Regions from separate parts of the Mus musculus genome. Here all the other regions are linked to region 4. A link is a contact called in public HiChIP or PLAC-seq, Micro-C and promoter capture Hi-C data. All regions are on one chromosome and are shown on one strand. Each heading gives the region's core, a stretch centred on a gene start, on an enhancer-like site or on the middle of the called end of the contact. The rest is flanking DNA. Distances are from core to core; before and after follow the strand shown.

Region 1 (2,700 bases), core at 10-2,509, 1.1 Mb before region 4:
AACTCCTAGTAATTTACATATTGCCTGTATACCTATAACTCTGAAATTAATGTCTCCACTACTTATTTCTCCATTTGTTTCTTTTCCCCTGAATCTGAGCCATGTAGAACCAAGTGCCTAGTTGGCACCATCATTTTGATGTCTTACAAAGCATCTCCAGCCTGATGACACAGAACTGAATTAGAGTTAGAGACATTTATTGTCTGACAGATCTCTTAAGCATAGTAATTTAATCTTTTTAAAAAAGATTTATTTATTTTATTTATATGAGTACATTGTAGCTGTCTTCAAACACACCAGAAGGCAGCATCGGATTCTATTATAGATGTTTTTGAGCCACCATGTGGCTGCTGAGTATTGAACGCAGGACCTTTGGAAGAGCAGTCAGTGCTCTTAACAACTGAGCCACTTCTCCAACCTGTAGCAATTTAATTTTGGGGGGTGGGGGGTGGGGGTGGGGGTTGGTTTATCGAGACAGGGTTTCTCTGTGTAGCCCTGGCTGTCCTGGAACTCGCTCTGTAAAGCAGGCTGGCCTCGAACTCAGAAGTCCACCTGCCTCTGCCTCCCAAGTGCTGGGATTAAAGGCATGCACCACCACTGCCCGGGAGCAATTTAATCTTAAAACATAACTTTAGCCCTCACATCCCGTCTCAGCAGAGGAATTGGAATGGACTTTTAACATGTGAATCTAGTTATACCAGTCTACAACTTAGAGCCCTCAATTTTACTCAGAAAAGCAGACCCTTTCCTAGAGCATACAAGTCCCTCCAGGATCTAGCTGTCCATTACCTTTCTGACTTAAGCTACCCCTAGCCACTATCCACGTGGCTGCATCTCTCCTAGCTTCCTGGCTGTTACTCAATGGTTCCAGGTACACTCCCACCTCAAGACATTTGCCCTGGCTCCTGGAACACTGTCCTCCGTAAGAGCTCTGTCTCAGCCAGACAACCACCTTGATCATCCCTTTTATCTTAGATGTCTTTCCTTAAACTAATCCTTTTATTTTTGGCTCTTATAACTGCCCTGCTTATTACATAACAACCCTCACCACCTTAGAATGCACAATTATTAGCTATGGTTGTAAGTTCCTTATCTGTGCCTTTCCTACAGAGCTGAACAGCCGTGTACAGTAAAGCAAAAGGAAGAGAAGAAGAGTCACTGGAGAGACACACAGACTCCGGGTTCCTTTGTCTGAGAGAGAAGATCAACTTAGCTTCATAGGAGTGCGGGTGCTTCCAGCGCAGAGCAGGTCGGGAGGGAAGTTACTGGGCAAGTGCAGTCTAATCTCGAGCTTCAGAGGTGATAAGGGCTCAGAGCTTCCTTGTAAACACACTTCCCCCAAAATAGCACAGACAGGCACTTTCCCTCAGGCTTTCAGACTGCCTGGCCAGTTTCCTAAAAAGATGTCTGACCTCCCAGGGGAGGATTAACTGAGTCGCAGGTTGACCTTGAATTTAGGCTCCTCCTTGAAAGATTTTTCAGGCCAATTATAGAACAAACCTCCAAGTAGGTTTTATGTGCTGACTTTGTTGTACTATTAATGTATAGGACATACATAATAATATACTTCATAAATGGTGAGTAGAGCGAACGGGTGAGAAAATGAACAAATAACTTCCATATCTCTAGATAATTACAGATGGCGGTTTCGTGTGTGTGCTTCTTAGTATAGACATGTTCATTGCGGTAGCTCCATCTGAGGCTATTGCTTGTATGTGGGAAGCTTTTTATTTGAGAACTCACTGTCCTTTTGGATCGGTGATTGCTTCATAGCAGAAAGTTCAAAGAGTGAACTTTTAGAAAGGATATATCTTAGAAAAAGCAAGTCTCTGTTTTGTGTGTGACTCCAGTGTTCCCTCTAGTTCTCGGAACATCGCTCCTGACTCTCTATTGTAGCATACCAAGAATAATTTAAACATATAACTTGGAGGTTTGTTCTATAATTGGCCTGCAGATTCCTTTTCTTACTGGCTTGGTCATGTGAGTCCTCTTGCTTAAAATGTATCAATGTAGCTTAAAGAACCTCACGTTCGTAGTCATATGTGTGCTTCGTTCTCTGAAAGTACTCTAGTATAATACACAGTAGATGACCATGATGTAGATTTGTGTGGCGATACGACTTTATGAAAATATCTCCTGACCGCCCCCCAAAAGATTGGACCATTGTTAGAACTCACAGCCAAGATAGCAACGCATGGTGAGATCACCAAGATGGAGCTTGCTATCTTCCCATGTATGCAACCTAAGTTTAAGTAGCCTTTAGGAAAACACTGTAAGGACCAGCCTTTCTGTGCTTTGAATTTCCCATGCCATCAGCCTTCAAAACCTAAGCCACCGAAAAAGCTTTACTCTTCCATGTCCTTGGCTCAAAAGGATGTGCACGCGCATGCGTGAGTGTGTGTTAGGTAAGATTTCTGTTGCTGTGATGAAAACACCAAGACCAAAAGCAAGTTGGGGAAGAAAGGGTTTACTCGTCTTAGACTCAGCTTATACTTCCAGATTCCAGTCCACCACTGGAGGAAGTCAGGACGGGAACTCAGACAGTCCAGAATCCCAAAGGCAGAAGCCATTGAAGAGGCCACGGAGGGAGTGCTGCTTACTGGCTTGCTCGGCCTGCTTTCTTAGAGAACCCAAAACCACCAGCTTAGGGGTAGGTAGCCCAATAGGCTGGGCCCTCCCCTATCAATCAGTAATTTTAAA
Region 2 (2,700 bases), core at 148-2,647, 1.1 Mb after region 4:
TCCCTTTCAGGAACCAAATTAGTAACAGCAGTACATTGGTACTATGCAGAAGTTCTCGGGAAGGAAAGAGGCATGAGAGCTAGAGAGAGCTAGAGACAGGCCACTGAGCAGCTGGTGGCGTTGTTTTCTTTATTTTAACAAATACAGTCTTTGAAGCACTCACCAGCCTTGTGACCAGCTACTCCTGCGTGGTGGAAGAGTGCTGTGGCTGGTCTTGTTCTTTGGTGTTTCAAAATAGCTCGTGTGAAGGAACTGCTTCTGGCACAGGAGTGACAGTCACCCTGGATTCCAGGCCAGCAACAGCACACACCTTCCCCCTAGGAAGAGGTGCTGGGGGCTGGAAATGTTTTCTTCGCCCTATTCCTTTACAGCATCTCACCTGGCTTTCTCTCCATCAGCCCTGGGATGAGCCAGGACCATCCCTTCCGCTCTAATGAGATGCCTTCGGAGCAGTGGGGTAACCTTTGAATTGGCCTTCAACCTCAGCTGTTCAAGAGCTGGAAGGAAGAAGGGGAGGAGGTGGCTCTTGATTCTCTTCCTTGGCCAGTGCGTACCGCCTAGCTTTTCTGGGGTCAGGCTCTGGTGTCTCCTCTGCCCATCTCCCAACACGGCGAACCCCTTTGCCCACCTTGGGGGCATTTCTGCAAGGATTGTGGTCATAGATGACCAGCTTCAGATTTGTCAAGTGGGCCAGGCTGGGGAAGTAGCGGATACTGTTCCGATCCACGTCGATCACCTCCAGAAAGGGCATGCGAAGCAGTACCGAGGGGAAGTCAGCTAGCTGATTGCCGGAGAGCCAGATGGTCCTGAGCTCGCGCAGGCGCCGGAGCTGGCCGGGTAGCAGACGTAGGGCGTTGGAACCGGCATGCAGGGTTTTAAGGAGACTCAGCTCACACACCACATCGGGCAGCCGGGTGAGGCAGTTGGATTCGAGCCACAGGGTCCGTAGGTTCTGGAGCAGGCTGAGCTCATCCGGGAGGTCACAGAGTTTGTTATTGCCCAGGTAGAGGATGCAGAGCTGTTTCAAGGTACACACCACCCGGGGGAGAGCTTTGAAGTTGTTGAAATCCAAGGCCAGGATCTGCAGGTTCTGCAGCTGTGCCAGGTCGGGAGGCAGGCTGTGAAGGTGGTTGTCGCTGAGGTAGAGCTTCACCAGCTCCGTGAAGGAGCACACGTGCAGTGGGAAGCGACGCAGCTGGCTCCCGCTCAGATCCACCATCCTGTCCAGGGGCATCTCCCGGAGGTCTCCCACCACATAACTCTGGCAGCGGTCGGTGGGGATGAAAGCCACGAAGGCCCGGATGGTGTTTCCCATGTGAAACGGGCTGCAAGGCGAGCCCCTGCCCACCAACTCTGTCAGGGAGTGGGCTGGCTGTGCTCACTGCTCGGGAACCCTTCTACCCTCTCTTTATAACCCGGAATTCGGTGACAAAAGCCAGTCACTTTGACAGAATAAAGTGCTCCTGATAGCAGCTTGAGTGTCTGGTGACAGGCCGGACAGGCAGGGTCTGGGACGTCCTGTCCAACTCACATATTTGTCTTTAATCACTTAAGCCCTGATCTCTTATCTACTCTCTCCTGATCTCCCGCCCCCCCCCCCCAAATTGAAAAAATACTGTGACAAAGGTGGAGAAGTAAAAATGAAAAACACCTATATTTGTACTATGTAGGTAAAACTGTAAATATTTGAATGCATAGTCATCTCCTTTGTGTTACAACTCACCTAACCCGAACAAGGCCCTGCTTCAATCCTGAGTGGGGCACAAAACAACAACAACCCGCTGCTAAGTTTTCCAGGATGCATCCTTCAAAGTGTTGCCAAAGGCCTACATCCTTTACAGATTTTCTCCAGTTCCAACAAGCCTTAACCAATATGTAATCAGAAGCAATGGCTTCTGATTTGTACAGTCTTGCTTTGTGTCCAGCTAGCGTCTTGCCACACTGTAAAAGGGTACATTTGAGCTGGAAGTGGAGTTCAGTGGTAGGGTGCTCGTATGGCAGAATTGAAGCCCTGGGGTCCGTCTCCATTTCTGCCAAAACGAACACACACACACACAAATCCTCTCTTTGACAAAGGACAAGAAGGAAGGCTGACTAGCCTTCAAAAGCATAGATTAATTAGAATGTAATTATTAATTAATTCATTAGAATGTAATGCACCCGGGGGGGGGGCACTTTCCAGAGGTGGGAACACTTTCCAGACCCATTTAAATGGCCATTAAAGCTCTGTACTTCTCGTCCATAATCGCGTCCAGTTGAGAAAAGCAACGATGAGCCAGACCGTTCCAAGAACGAGGGCCTCCAAGGTCTGGCTGCTGGGGGCTGGAGAGATGGCTCAAAGGTGGAGAGCGCGTGCTGCCCTTTGAGAGGACCCAGGTTCCACGCCAGCCCTCATATCCACGCCATATCCACGCCAGCCAGCCCTTGTATCTGATAGCTTACAACTGTCTTTAACGGCAGCTTTGGATGTGAGGTGTGGGGTGATGATCCAACATTGTCTTCTGGCCTCTGTGGGATCTTGCATGTTGTGTCCGGCCAGCAGATCATAGCCTGGGTTCTAGCTTGGAAAGGCATTCTGGAAACCTGGAAGAGAAGAGGGGCTAGGCGGCGAGAGAAAATGATGCAGCTAAGACAGGCATTCTGATCAAAGCTCAATTTTACTGTTCCGACACTCAGTTATGAAGGAAGGGGGAGGGGGCC
Region 3 (2,700 bases), core at 45-2,544, 1.0 Mb before region 4:
GTCTGGTGGCGAGTGTGAAGTAGTGAATTTGGAGTTAGGTTATGCAGGGCTTGGAAGCCACATCCATATTGCAGTTCTTGCCACATCAAGTGGGAACCCCGGAATGGAAGCAGAGCTCGATCCTGCGTGAGCAGGGCTGTGCAATGGCCATGCTGCTCTGCCGCTTACTTCTGCTCTGGATCTTCAGGGCCGATCTCTATGCTGGGAACCCTTAGGAAGCACATGTGCGTACATTTTAAAAAGATCGATAGGAGCAGACAGTTGCAGAGCAGGGTGGGGCTTAGTGGCAGAGCACTTGCCTAGTGCATGCGAGGCTCTGGCTTCTAGCCCTTCTTTGAAAACCATAAAGTAATGGGGGGAGGTGGTCATACACCTTTAGTTCCAGCACTTGAGAGGCAGAGGCAGGCAGGTCGCCGAGTTTGAGGTTGGCTTGGTCTCTGGTCTACAGAGCAAGTTTCAGGATAGCCAGGGCTACACAGAAAAAACTTTTGTCTTGAAACAACCCCTGCCCACACACACTACCACACACACACACACACACACACACACACACACACACGAAAAGAAAAAAGAAAAGAATAAATAAAGTGGACGTGGTAGCATTCACCTGTAACCCACCTTTTTAGGAAGCTGGGCCTGGAAGATGACTTAACACCAGCAGACTGGGCAACACACCAAGAAACATCTCATCGGATAAAAGAATTAGATGTGGAGCCTTCAGCTGACTATGACGTTTTGAGATTGAGCCTCTTTTGTTAATAGCATTGATACTCTTAGGACAGAGAGGGAGAGGCCGTTTGTCACTTTCACTGTATAAAGATAGCAGAGGGCTTTCTCTGAGGGGACTGACACATGGTAGCATGCATTCACACACACACACACACACACACACACACGCACACAGATGCACACATGAACATGGATGCTCACGTGTGAGGTCAAGTCCTATCATCCCAAATAAGTCTGAATTCATTTATCTGAAGGCATGACAAACCTGAGCTACTGTCTTCTGAAACGTTGGGGGAAATTTTTAAAATCACTTTCTTTTCAGCTCTGAGTTGTAAGAAGTAACGGGCCGAATCCTGGTAGACAAGCAGAACAGCAGGAGACAGCAACCGTGTAACTGATTATAGAGACTCTCCTGGCATCGATGAGAAAAGACTCTCCCCTGTGCTGCCAAAGTCAAGGTCAAAGGTTCTACGTTAGGAAATCACAGGTGGTTGATTCTGCAGAAGCCGTCGCTCAATCAGTAGATCACTCGAGCTGCTTGCTGTCCCCTTTGCTTCTCTCTGTGGTTTCCCTCCCTCCCTCCTCCAAAGTCCAGTGTGAGTCTGCATCATGCTGTGTGCAGCACTGTGCTCTCCCTTACTGTCTGAAAGGAAGCCTGGCCTGCATTCTTATTAAAATTGAAAACAGATGAAAATTTGACAAAACATAAAACCATGTATCCTGCCCTCTAGTGTCTGTAAGTATCTATGGTCACTATGCAAATCCTTTCTTTCTTTCTTTCTTTCTTTCTTTCTTTCTTTCTTTCTTTCTTTCTTTCTTTCTTTCTTTCTTCCTTCCTTCCTTCCTTCCTTCCTTCCTTCCTTCCTTTCTTTTTTTTTTTCTTTTCCTTGTTCCTTGGCAGTATGTGAATTCTTAGATCTGAGGTATTAAAATATTTCTCTGGTGCAATTCTCTCACCTGAAAAAAAATTTCATCACTGATTTCCACATTTAGAAAAACTAAGTGGTTGGAATTATTTGTATATTTCTGAGACATGCCACTTTGATTGTCCCTTCTGTGGGACAATTCTTAGGTTCAGAAGGAGGTGCTAGGGTACCTGATGGCAGGGAGTCACTCTGACAAACTCACACAAGTCCATGTCTTTGTGTGAAGGGTAGATGTTCTTATCACACACTTGCTGGGCCGAGGTCAAATACTCATGAAGATGCTTGACGCAATGAAGACCTCATGGGGTCCCTTTAAAGTAAGAAATCAAAACAAAAATTTTTGAGAGGGGAAAACAATACCCTATTATGTAGACCTCAAACTGCTGATCCACCTGCCTGAGCTTCCCAAATACTGGGATTATAGGCATAGACTATCACACCATACCTCTTCATGTCAGCTTCTTCCTTCCTTCCTTCCTTCCTTCCTTCCTTCCTTCCTTCCTTCCTCCCTCCCTCCCTCCCTCCCTCCCTCCTTCCTTCCTTTTTCCCTCCCTCCTCCTCTCTCTTTCTCTCCCCACTTCCCTCTCTGTTTGTTTTTCTCTCTCTTTTTAAAAAGATTTATTTATTTTATGTATGTGAGTACACTGTAGCTGTCCTCAGACACACCAGAAGAGAGCATCAGATCCCATTACAGATGGTTGTGAGCCACCATGTGGTTGCTGGGAATTGAACTCAGGACCTCTGGCAGAGCCATCTCCCTTTTCTCTTTCTAACACATATATTAGAGAACATATTCAGTGCTTGGGTTAGAAGACAATCACTTTCCTGCCTAAGCCACGCCCCTAGCCCCGGTTCACACTCATTGGATAAGCTGACCTTTTTAATTCCAGCCTGTGGTGGTTTGAAAGAAAATCCCCCCCCCCCACCATAGGCCCATAGGGAGTGGCACTATGAGGAGGTGTGGCCTTGTTGGAATAGGTATGGCCTTGCTGGAGGAAGTGTGTTTCACTTGGGGTGGGCTTTGAGGTTTCAGAAGCTCAAGCCA
Region 4 (2,700 bases), core at 104-2,603:
TTGTTTGTTTGTTTGTTTTTGTTTGTTTGTACATAAGGGACTCTGGGATCGCAGTATAGCATCAATAAATATTTGCCAATTATACATGAGGCCAACACAGGTAGATTTTAATTGTTTTGTAAACAGAACCCAAGGTTTATTCAAGTTATGATAGCTATTGGTTTGCTCAACTTACCCAACTGATCCGATCTAAGTCCTGCCCATGAGTACTTTTGTCCCACTGAGGGATTATAAGACTCTGACAAATAGGACTTTTTCCACAGGAAGTTTCTCTGGTATTCACTCAGCCCCTATAATGAAAAGTGCAATTTGAGCACAGTGTAGTGAAGAGGTGTTTTAGCATCAGAAAGAAAAACAAAAACAAAAAAACCTCAACCTCTGAAGAGTGTTCTTGAAAGGCCCAAGAATGAGAATTAAACCCCAGTCAAGCTCCTTAATAATAGCTAATATTTACCCAGCCCTGGGCTAAGTAGCCCCTTAATCCTCACAACCACCCGAGCCAGACAAGCCGGAGTCCCTCAATGAGGCTGCGCTATAACTGGTTCTCTGATTCCAAAGTGTGGTAACAAACCTAAGTCCTCACTAGAGGTTTATCCTAAATTCATCGAGTGCATAATGTTATGGCTTTTAATAAAAGGCAATTAGAGAAAGACGTGTTCCCCTCCCACTCTGTCTGGCAAGCACTTTAGAATTAAAGAGTCCGGGATTACAGAAACACTGTGGCCACCTGTTGCGTGGAAAGGCGTTAGACACAGACAGCTATCTGGAACTGTGAGCAAAACCTAAAGCAAACGTGCAACTAGCAGGCTGCACACCTACCCACGCTCTCCTTTTACTGGGGCCCGCTTCCCAAGCGTTTAAAAGACCCGCGCGCTTTAAAGTTTTGCAGGAAAGGAGCTGAATGCTATCGGCAAGAGGAACCACAGGTGTCCTACACCGACAGCAGCCTTTCGTCCCACTGTCAAGGGCCCTCCTTCCGCCTCCGCTCCTGGCGACCCCAGACTGACGCCGTCAGGCCCCCATCGAACTCTCCCCACCCGCCCCTCCGCGCTGGGCCACCGGCCGGAGCATCCTCCGCCCCGCACAGGCTCCGGCCAGGAGGCTCGGTACGGCACAGGCGCGTCACGCACCCACCCCGCGGCGTCCCCGCCACCCGCCGCCCAGCCCCCGGCCTCACCTTGAAGCGCACCGGCATGTCGCCCTGCGCTGCGGAGCCTGCCCCGCCGACAGTTAACGGGAGCAAAAGCCCCGAGGGGGCGGGACGACGCGACAACACTGGTTCCCTAGCAAGATCCTGGACCCGGCGTCCCCGACGACGCGCCGGCGCACTCCGCGCCGCCCTCCCGCCCCGCCTCTCGGCCTTGCTCCGCCCATTTTGAGGCCTAAAGACCAATGGCAGCCCTCACCGTCATTACGATTAGACCAACCAGCACTCGTAAGGGCACGGCCCCGCTCCCTAATGGCGGGCGAAGAGCTGGCCAATGAGGATACCGGAGCTGCGGTGGGCGGAGCCCGCGGGAGCTTTGTTCAGGAGGCTGCAGGCAGAGTCCCCGCAGTGCGCGCACCGCAGCCTGTCTGTGTAGTGTGGCCGGGCTCGGCAAGAGCCTACCTCACTGGTTCCAGCTCCCTGACATCACAGAACGTGAAAGTGTGCCTGGCATTCCAGAATGCACGACAGAACCCACAGTCTCTTTGTCCATAAAGGAAATTGCCCCTAGAGTACCCGGCTGAAAAGAAGTTGCTAAGGAGAGAAGCGTTACACGAGCCTTGGGTCAAAAAGGATAGGTCCAAAAATACATACGACCTAGGATGATTCAAGTAAAGTTTATTAAGACCGCAAAGCCAACTCATCCTTTTTAAAAATAAAATTCCCTCTGTACACCAGGCTGGCCTGGAACTCAAAGATATCTACCTGGCTCTGTCTCCATAGTGCTGGGATTAAAGGCATGCACCACCAGTCCCAACATTGGGCAGGCAGAGCCAGGGAGATCTCTGCCTGGTCTACAGAGTGAGTTCCAGTATCGGGCTACACAGAAAAACTCGGTCTTGAAAGAATAAATAAAAATAAAATTCCATTTGACTTTTATAGGTTATTGCCCATCGTGAAACACTGCTAATTCTGAAAGTCCAGAAAAAAAATTACCCAGACATGCTAAATACATTATTTAGTCGATCATAATATACTATGTCCTGGGCTCGCTTTCCAAGTGAGAGGCATGAATGGGAAGTTTGAAGCAGAGTGGTCCCTGAGGGTAGAGATGATTAGAAGAGGCTCAGGGGTAATTTTCAGACTTGGCCTTGAAAATTACAACTGCAAGAAGAGGAAGATAAGATGATCAAGGCAGACATATGTCTGGAGAGAAGGTTGCCGGGGTTCTTCTAGGAATAATGAATTTACCTTTGTCCTGTGTTGGGATGTTCCCATCAACCCTTCCCAGTCCCTTCAAGTGCTTCCTGCAGACTCCTCTTCTTGGCTCCTAATTGATGTCTCCGATCTTCTTCATTATCATGGAGATAATTTAAAAATTCATTTGAAGAAGCCACCTGATATCTAAAACAGAGAGAATATTAAATAAGACCCTGTGCTGCCATGCATCCAGGAGACCTTTCGTTAATGTTAATCGGTGAGGACAGAACCCCAGTCCTGTGAATTAAAAATGACACAGGCAAGACACAGTGGAACATGAAATGAAACCCCCT
Region 5 (2,700 bases), core at 169-2,668, 1.2 Mb after region 4:
TGATTCATGGGGAATATGCACTGCAAGAGTTAAAGCAGCAGTTCTCAACCTGTGGGTCGCAACCCCTCTGGGATCAAATGACCCTTTCACAGGGGGTCACCTAAGACATCAGAAAACACAGATATTTATGTTAAGGTTCATAACAGTAGCCAAATTACAGTTATGAAGTAGCAACGGAAATAATTTTATGGTTGGGGGTTAGTATACACTATGAGGAACTGTATTAGAGGGTCACAGTGTTAGGAAGGTTGAGAACCACTGAAATACAGTGTTCTGGGATCACAGGTAAGGAGTTAGGGTTGGGAGGCAGGCGAGCATCAGGGAATGGTTTACAAAGAAACTGGAGCATGGGTTAAGTAATTACCAATTCCATATGATAAAAGATGTGTGTGTGAGCCGGACAGTGGTGGTGCATGCCTTTAATCTCAGCACTTGGGAGGCAGAGGCAGCAGATTTCTGAGTTCGAGGCCAACCCTGTCTCGAAAACCAAGACAAAACAAAAAGTGTGTGTGTGTGAACATCTCTTTAGAAAAAAAATGTGTAAAACAGGGAGCCCATAAAGTTTTCTCTTAATAGTAAACTTGTCTCCTTTTGTTTGAGTCTTTGGATGGTAGGAATTTTTTGTAGAGGTGTGTGTGTGTGTACACATGTGTGTTTCTGTATGACTCACTGTGTCACAGAATGTGGTGAGGTACACTAATTACATATATTAAACCACTTAACTCTCAAAACCTTGATGAGGTAGACATTCTTATTTCCAATTATCAGTGAGAAGATTGGCGATATTGCAGATGAACTCGCCTAAGGTCACAGAGGTCAGTAGGTGGCTGATCACAGGGACCACACACATAGCTTCCTTTTTATTACCACCTCCTTGATGTACTCAACAGAATGGCAGCCCCTGCCTCTGAGTATCACAAACATTGGCGGAAATACCGAGGATGACTGCTCCCTCCCACCCCCCATCCCTGAGTTTGATTTTCAGGGCTTGATTCTGTCTGTACTTTGTTTTTTGTTTTCCAACTTGGAAGCCCGAATGTGGGATGGAAGTTTGATAAGCAAAACAAAACAAAACAAAACAATAGATATAGTTCCTGTAAAAGATGAGAGACGGTCTTTGGAAACTGAAAGTGGAAGGATCTGGGTTTACCAGCTCCCCGCCCATCCCATCCCCCCCCCCCCCCCCTCCCCGGGCCCCTAACCTCCTACTCCAGCTTCAGGTATCCACAGACGCGGAATTTCAGGTCGGTTCTGCTTGTCCTCAATACACAGTCCAAAGCCTCTTACCATCCCAGGAGAGTTCACATCCTCCAAAGGCAGCCACAGGATTTCCAGCCAGAGTGGTTCCCAGGGAAACCGCTGTAGAGGGACCCTGGACTCCGCGCGTGGATTAGCCTGCACCGAGCCCCTCCTGTCGCCAGGGGGCGCCGCAGCGCGCGAGTCCCCCTCGCCACTCCCTCCCGGTCCCGCCTCTAGTCCCGCCCTCTCTCCCGGGGCGGGGGCGGGGGAGGGGGAGGGGCGGCCGCTTCTCCGCCCGGCGCTCGGCGCAGGCGCAGTCGGCTCTCCCTCCCTCGGCTCCCATCGCAGAGAGCGCCAGCCGCGGCGGAGTGGAGCGGCGTCTGTCCGCCGCCGTCCTCCGCGTCTCCCGAGCTGGGCACGCGCACCCTGCGGCTCTGCGAGCGCTGCCGAGCGCGGGCGGCGGCCGCGGCGGATCCGGCAGGTGAGTGCGGCGGCGGGAGGGAGAGGCGGGCGGTGTGAGCACCGCCCCCTCGGCGCCTCGCCTCGCGCCCTTGTCCCGCCGGCCCGGAGCGCGGCCGGGCAGGTGCAGGAGGCGGCGGGGAGGGCGCGGATCGCGCCCGCCCGTCCGCCCGTCCGCCCGCCCGCTGCGGAGCCCCGGGGACCCGAAGGGCGGCGGCTCCGGCGCTCACCTGGCGGCCCGCGCGGCCTCGGTCGCGGAGTTGCTTAAGTCGCGGGCGGCGCGGTTGGCCGGGGATGTGCGGGGGTCGCCGGTTCCCGGGGTCTCCCCCGCCGCGCTCGGCCCAGCCTGACTTCGGGAATCGGGACCCCGGGAGTGGGAGAACAGCGGTTCCCCCTGCGTGGGCCGCTCGCCCCCCGCCGCCCGCGGAATAGCGAGGCTGGGGAGAGGATGGTGCCGGGTGGACGCTGCAGCACGCGAAGAGTTGCCAGTTGTTGGGGATTAAAACATCGATCCGTAATGGCTGGCTGGCGCACTCTCCTCCGAGTTAGAGCTGGTGCCCCAGAGGCACTTTAGTTTCAAGGAAATGTTGCCTGTTCCCAGCCTACCTGTTTAGACACTTCTCAGTGTCCCCCGTGTCAAGGGAAAGAGCCCTGTGATCTTTTGGCTCTGGAATGATTGCATAATTGGAGGAGAGGCCGATAAGAGGATTAAAACAAACCGTTCTATTGTAAATCTCTTGAAAGACCCGGTTTCTGTTCATTACACTGTTCTTAAGTTTTTGTTTCTAAACAATGAATCGAGAGGAAAAGGAGGCAGAGTAGGTATGCAGCCCATCGTTGTAAATATTTGATACTGTTAAATATTTCACCAGTTTTATGGGGCCTTGTTCAGTTAGCATGTGTTATTTATTTACCAGGACTGTGCGTTTTCAGAGGACTTTTCATGTTTGAATAGACACTGCATTCCGAATCTACTCCTCAAGGCCCTAGGGGAATATATTA
Region 6 (2,700 bases), core at 145-2,644, 1.3 Mb before region 4:
TAGTTGAAGCAGCAGGAGTATATAAACCCTGGTGGACCTTGACAGCCAGGGAATCCCTCTGGATGCTGCGCACCCCACAGCCCCATGGGGCCTTGGTAGGAAATTTTGGTGTACTCCGTACATGATATCCAGGTTACGGCCAACCACTGCACAACCCAAACACCGTAAGATGACAACAGAACCAAGCGTTTAGAGTGCAAAAGGCCTTCAACTTTTCCTCTCCGCGAGTCACTTCAAAACAACGTGCCCAGCACACTTGGCAGGCTGAAGCACAAAGGGGCTGCAGAGCCACCTGGCACGGAGAGCCGTGTCTTCCGAAGAAAACAGACAGTAATTATGAAAAGTCCGCAGTCCTGCGGTATTAACTAGAAAGCCGGGACTGCGCTGGGCATAACTCATCTTTTAGGCAGTCACTACCAGCCAGGGGACAGTCAGTCCTCTCTCCCCTCCCCCCTTCCAGCGACCCAAGGCAGCGCCCCCTACCCGCCCCCCACACTCTTCCCCCTTCTACTCCCCCTTTAAGAATCTCCTGCAACTTTGGGTTTGGCAGCACCATCGTAGCCCAGCCAGAGGCGGGGACATCGTCAAGGCGGCCGCGGCAGGAGGAGGAAAGTTTGAAAAGTCACTTAAAGCATTGCAAGATTCTCCCCCACCCCCAGCACCAGGAGAGCCCACCGCACAGAGAGGAGCCGGGGCTCCACGTGCGCAGCGGGCCCAGGAGAAGCTGGAGTTCCCTCTAGGTCCTCGGTAAGAAAAAACAGAATCTTTCCCCGGGCGAAAAGTTGCTTGCCGCAGCACTGTTCCCTTGCCCCCTCGGCTTTTCCCCCCTCCAGATCCCCAAACCCCCTCTCGGATTTCGCAAGGTGCCACCTGGCCTGGAGCGCGGTCCCCGGAGGGCACGGCGCCCCTCCCTTGCCGGCCGGAGGACAGGTCTCGGGGAGCTGGGGGACAGGGAGGCACCGAGGGCGCCCGGCCCGGCCCCCCAGGCTCGACCGCCAGGCTCACCTCTCTCCTGCTCCTCCGCTTGTAAGCAGATGGGGATGTTCTTCTTCCAGCCCGGCATGGTGTCTGCTCCCTGAGCTTGCTCCGGGGCGTACTCGCTGGCTCGCTCACTCGCTGGTCGCCGGCTCTGGGGCTCGCCGCGCCTCCTGGCTCACGCCCTCCGGCCGGTAGCAACACGCCCGAGGCTGCTCAGCGGGGCTGGGGCGCCGAGGCGACTCCCCGATACATTGAGGCGACGCCGCGCGCCCCGCTGCTCGCCTCCAAGTCTCCCGAGCTCCCCGGGGGTGGCGGTGGCGGTGGCTGTGGCGGTCGGGCCGCGCGGTAACCGGGCAGAGCTGGGGGGGGGGGGGGGTTCTGCAGCCGCGGTGGCGCGGTGTGGCCGCGAGGCCGGGGGACCGGAGCAGGCCGGTGTAGGACCGCCGAGCCCCCGGAGGTGGGCGCCGGCGGGAGCTCAGGGCTGGCGCCGCCTCGCTCCGCTCCTCCTCCTCCACCTCCTCCTCCTCTTCGTCGTCCTCGCCTTCTCCTTCCTCGTCCCTCCGCCGCCAGCAGGTGGGACTCGGAGCCGCCGCGGCCGCACAAAGCTCCTCGGGGCGGGCGGGACCGAGCTGCGGGCTCCCGGGGCGCCTGTCGCCAGAGCCTCTCCCCCCGAGACGCGCGCGAGGCTGGGCGGGCACGGAGGGGCGCGCGCGCTCACACCCTCGGCGCCCGGATCGCCGGCCTGCGAGGCGCGCCCGGCCCGCCAGGTACGGAGCCTGGCACCCCGCCGCCGCTGCGGAGCCCTCGCCCGCCCCTCCCGGGCCTCCCGCCCCGAGCCCGACCGGCCGCTTAGGCGGCTTTGGCGATGACCTCGATGAAGCAGGGGGCAGTGTCCTTCCCTCTAGTCCCTCCTTCTCGCCGCTCACTCCCCTCCCCAGCCCTGCCCGTCGCCCCCTCCCCCAAGTTGAGACTCGCAGCTCCGGATTCGCTAACTTCGCCCTCAACACAGGGGCAGTGGCAACTTTCGGGATGGTCGGCGCTGGTCCCAGGGGTGGGGACGGTGGGAGCCAGGAGCCCCTTTTGTTTTAAAGGATGCAAGCAGACCTCAGCTGAGTGAATATTTAATAGCTGTCTTCAAGTGTAGGAAGGAATTTTATGATCAGGTTTTATGATTAGTTTCTTCCTCTTGTCATAGGCTCACAGAAAGAAAAAAAAAATCAGTGGAAAATGAATAAAGGTGGGGAGGGGGAGGGGGGACAGAAGCCTTTGTACCAGAGCCTGGAAGGTTCTGCCCAGGCATGTGGGCTCTTCCTTGAGACCTCAGTGCTACTAGGAGAGGGACTTTTGGCAGCTGTCTGTCTTGCATGGAGATGCCATTCATTTCTTCAAGCCTGGGCCTCTGGCTGGAAAATAGCCATGCCTTTCCCTCCCATCTGACGGGTTCTGAAGAGTTTGGAGCCCCAGAGGCTGTATCTACTGGAGTGTGGTTTGGGGGTTTCGCCTCTGCGGTTTCTTTTGGCCTCTGAAGGAACTGTGGTTCCTCTCCCTCAATGGGGACATCAGCTCTTGCCAGCCTTCTGCTCTCTCACTGCCAGAGCAATAGCATAATCACACAGCACCTGAAGATAAGGTCTGTCTTCTCCTGCCATCTCATAAACTGTCTGATCAAGCAGGGATGTTGGCACCTGCCGTTGCCCCTTGTGCGAGTGCTTGGTTGTCACT
Region 7 (2,700 bases), core at 72-2,571, 2.0 Mb before region 4:
CGTGACAACTAAGTATACAGCCTGGAAGTTTTGCTTTGGGTATGCAGAGTGCACAGACACATATGCTAGCAAAAAAAAAAAAAAAAAAAAAAAACCTCACGCACATGAAAAAAAAAGGAATCTAAAAGAAAGATGCCTGTGCGTATTCGTTATGGTTGATCCTATGCACGTGACATTTGGGTATGACAAATGCCTTTATTAGAAACCAGCAACACAGCTTTGGGGTTTAATAAAAACATAGTTTTTAGGATTAACGTTAGGATAATTACATAATAAACAATAACCTTAAAGTAAAATAGTATTTTATAGCGCCCCTTAAAGGGCACCGCGACTTTTAAACACTATCCATCTAGAGAACCGCGGCCGCAGTATTCAGCTTTTGTTCTTTTTTTTTTCTTTTCTTCTTTTTTTCTTTCGAGACAGGGTTTCTCTGTATAGCCCTGGCTGTCCTGGAACTCACTTTGTAGACCAGGCTGGCCTCGAACTCAGAAATCTGCCTGCCTCTGCCTCCCTAGTGCTGGGATTAAAGGCATGCGCCACCAAGCCCGGCTGTTCTTTTTTTTTCTATCTCAAGTCTGCATATTCTCTGGGCTACAAGTCCCCACCTTTTGCTTTACTGAAAACAGGAACTAGGGCGGTGGACCTAGAGTGTGTTCCAGGTCAGCCAGGGCTACACAGAGAAACCCTATCTCGAAAAAACAACAAAACAAAACAAAACAAAACAAAACAAAACAAAACAAAACAAAAAGAAGTCGAGGAGAGTAGTATATAAACGGGAAAGAAAGCCAGTGGTTTCCAAAGCGGGAAAAGCATAAAAATGGACAACCCAGGTCATGCATTAAAAATGAGAAAGTACATCACAACTTTAACTCCCAATGCAGAGGATATATACAAAGGGACCTAGTTATCTACTTGGATAAATGCCCTCCCTACATGATGTAAATTCAACTTCTCCGCGGCGCTTTTACGTGTAAGGAGGCACCTAGCCGTCGCCACCACGCTCTCCGGATTGGAGATTCACTCTTTTGGGTAGTGCCCCAAGGTCTTTAGAGGCCTCTGCTGTGTTCTTTTTAAGAGAGCGGGCAGAGGATGCCCTGCTTTCCCGGGGTTCTCTGCGCCCAAGAGTCGTGACCTTTCACCACGTCTCCTTCTCCGCAGGAAACGCCCAGCACCTCTAAAAAGAGCAGTTCTGAAACTGTCAGCAGCCAGCCCGCCGTGGTACCTCCCAGCCTGCTGGTCCCGCCTGTCACCAGTCTCCTCCTTTGGGGCGGAGCATCGCTCAGACCACGCCCCCATACCGCCCGCCTCCTGGATGTTCCCGGAAGCTGACCGGCTTACCCGGGTCGAGTTGATTGGTTGCAGTTTTGGACACCGCGCGCCAGGTTTTGTAGAGTTGTTTTGAGCCAAGTTCGCCGAAGAGATAATGGCTAGGCAGGATCGTCTGCGCGAGCTCCTGGGCCCTCTGCACCCGTACAAGAGCGACGACGAGGAGGAGGATTGTGCGCAGGAGGAGGAGGGGGAGCAGGAGGAGGAGTTTGTGGATGCCGAGGAACTCTGCAGCGGGGGCATCAAGGCGGGCAGCCTCCCTGGGCGCGCGCGAGGTGAGCCAGCGCCAGCCGGGCCGGGTTGGCAGGGGTCAAAGAAGTATTTTCGATTCTCACTGCCCGGCACCCAGCGTCCTTGACTGTTGACAGACAGACCTGTGGTGTGACTGGCTGCTTCACCGTACTTAGATGTGGTAGTAATAGTCGTAATGACTCAGAGCACATACTGTGTTAAGCTTGGTTTTTTCATATATCGTCTCGCTTAAAGTTAACAGTTGGGGGTAGTTTTACAGTCGAGGAAATAGATGCACCCTCATTCCCACCCAGAAACAGAATCCTTTAATTATTGTACCACGCTGGCTGAATAAGAGACGGAGTTGCTGTTAAGCAACTTTGAGAAAAAGAGCAAGCGCGCGGAAACACACGGCCACACACACACACACACACACACTCACATACACACAGATTTACACATATACATACACACATACATAAACACACTCATACACATTTACACACATACACTTACACATACATATACATGCCCACACATTCACACATACATGTTCATACACACACACACACACACACACATTGTATTTTCATGGTCTAGTACAGTAATAGCTGCTGACCAGGACCATGTGTGGCAACTGACCATTGGCAATTTAAACACAACTTTGGCTGTGTTTGAAATTAAATAGAAAGGATTACATGTTGATGGAAGTGTAACTGGCTATCCTGGCCAAGCATTTGCTACTGGGACAGGCCAGGGAGAGAAAATGGCGAAGTTGCTGTCTCAGTGGAAATACTACTTGTGAATTAAGCAGCCATTTTGGTTTTTTTTTTTTTTTGAGATTTATTTATTTTGTGTACATGAGTGCTCTATCTGCATCTATACCTGCATACCAGAAGAGGGCATCAGATCCCATTATAGATGATTGCGAACCACCATGTGGTTGCTGGGAATTGAATTCAGGACCTCTGGCAGAGCAGCCAGTGCTCTTGGCTGAGCCATCATGTCTATAGCACCTAGGCAGACATTCTTTAATCAGAGAAGTAACCCCAACTTAGTACTTAGTACCAGACAGCACTTGGAGAAGTGACATTCATGAGATGCAGACACGGCTTTGCTAAAGAAGTCCGCTGAGCTGAGCTC

Evidence for each region. Promoter capture Hi-C pulls out the DNA fragments that hold promoters and counts their contacts. A called contact is a pair of places that touch in the nucleus more often than the background predicts. HiChIP or PLAC-seq counts read pairs in DNA pulled down with a chosen protein or histone mark.
Region 1: a promoter capture Hi-C map of trophoblast stem cells shows a contact between it and region 4, with 5 times the contacts expected there. The contact joins the enhancer-like site here to the promoter of Mdm1 in region 4. A contact is called at or near these places in 12 of 39 promoter capture datasets (the 3T3-L1 cell line, the C10 cell line, the HPC-7 cell line and 7 more), 2 of 115 datasets of contacts at active chromatin or transcription factors (astrocytes and neural tube) and 2 of 9 other capture datasets (adipose tissue and liver).
Region 2: a contact with region 4 is called in an H3K27ac HiChIP or PLAC-seq map of microglia, with 5 times the contacts expected there. The contact joins the promoter of Lrrc10 here to the promoter of Mdm1 in region 4. A contact is called at or near these places in 1 of 39 promoter capture datasets (the 3T3-L1 cell line) and 1 of 115 datasets of contacts at active chromatin or transcription factors (microglia).
Region 3: a contact with region 4 is called in a promoter capture Hi-C map of liver, with 4 times the contacts expected there. The contact joins the enhancer-like site here to the promoter of Mdm1 in region 4. A contact is called at or near these places in 8 of 39 promoter capture datasets (the C10 cell line, frontonasal cranial neural crest, hippocampal neurons and 3 more), 7 of 484 Hi-C or Micro-C datasets (cortical neurons, embryonic stem cells, myocytes and 2 more) and 5 of 115 datasets of contacts at active chromatin or transcription factors (astrocytes, embryonic forebrain, embryonic stem cells and 2 more).
Region 5: a contact with region 4 is called in a promoter capture Hi-C map of pre-B cells, with 2.8 times the contacts expected there. The contact joins the promoter of 4933412E12Rik here to the promoter of Mdm1 in region 4. A contact is called at or near these places in 6 of 39 promoter capture datasets (the 3T3-L1 cell line, 3T3-L1-derived adipocytes, liver and 2 more) and 1 of 9 other capture datasets (liver).
Region 6: a Micro-C map of embryonic stem cells shows a contact between it and region 4, with 8 times the contacts expected there. The contact joins the promoter of Grip1 here to the promoter of Mdm1 in region 4. A contact is called at or near these places in 4 of 39 promoter capture datasets (hippocampal neurons, liver and pre-B cells) and 1 of 484 Hi-C or Micro-C datasets (embryonic stem cells).
Region 7: a contact with region 4 is called in a promoter capture Hi-C map of pre-B cells, with 3 times the contacts expected there. The contact joins the promoter of Helb here to the promoter of Mdm1 in region 4. A contact is called at or near these places in 10 of 39 promoter capture datasets (the 3T3-L1 cell line, the C10 cell line, embryonic stem cells and 6 more) and 4 of 484 Hi-C or Micro-C datasets (the G1E-ER4 cell line, liver, muscle stem cells and 1 more).

What each region holds. Positions count from the first base shown.
Region 1 is chr10:119,191,335-119,194,034 of GRCm38.p6, reverse strand. No RefSeq gene overlaps it. Among named protein-coding and RNA genes, the nearest start is that of Cand1, 47 kb to the left of the region's middle. Within about 2 kb of position 1,259, at least 27 of the 459 cell types and tissues checked have an H3K27ac peak or open chromatin away from gene starts, as enhancers often do. A contact at or near this core is called in liver and trophoblast stem cells, where this site is marked.
Region 2 is chr10:117,044,038-117,046,737 of GRCm38.p6, reverse strand. It overlaps Lrrc10 (leucine rich repeat containing 10), which reads right to left and starts at 1,397. Exons shown (of 1, transcript NM_146242.2): 1 at 1-1,397. The coding sequence starts at 1,315. The coding sequence ends at 491. It overlaps Gm10747 (a long non-coding RNA gene), which reads right to left. Exons shown (of 3, transcript XR_872056.2): 3 at 2,053-2,600.
Region 3 is chr10:119,160,700-119,163,399 of GRCm38.p6, reverse strand. No RefSeq gene overlaps it. Among named protein-coding and RNA genes, the nearest start is that of Gm34045, 21 kb to the right of the region's middle. Within about 2 kb of position 1,294, at least 32 of the 459 cell types and tissues checked have an H3K27ac peak or open chromatin away from gene starts, as enhancers often do. A contact at or near this core is called in liver, where this site is marked.
Region 4 is chr10:118,140,440-118,143,139 of GRCm38.p6, reverse strand. It overlaps Mdm1 (transformed mouse 3T3 cell double minute 1), which reads right to left and starts at 1,353. Exons shown (of 14, transcript NM_148922.3): 1 at 1,178-1,353; 2 at 176-290. The coding sequence starts at 1,195.
Region 5 is chr10:116,949,280-116,951,979 of GRCm38.p6, reverse strand. It overlaps 4933412E12Rik (RIKEN cDNA 4933412E12 gene), which reads right to left and starts at 1,418. Exons shown (of 3, transcript NR_038026.1): 1 at 1,288-1,418. Rab3ip (RAB3A interacting protein) reads left to right here and starts at 1,527. Exons shown (of 11, transcript NM_001359645.1): 1 at 1,527-1,720.
Region 6 is chr10:119,452,728-119,455,427 of GRCm38.p6, reverse strand. Grip1 (glutamate receptor interacting protein 1) reads right to left here and starts at 1,394. Exons shown (of 23, transcript NM_001277292.1): 1 at 1,006-1,394. The coding sequence starts at 1,063.
Region 7 is chr10:120,111,586-120,114,285 of GRCm38.p6, reverse strand. It overlaps Helb (helicase (DNA) B), which reads left to right and starts at 1,321. Exons shown (of 13, transcript NM_080446.2): 1 at 1,321-1,601. The coding sequence starts at 1,424.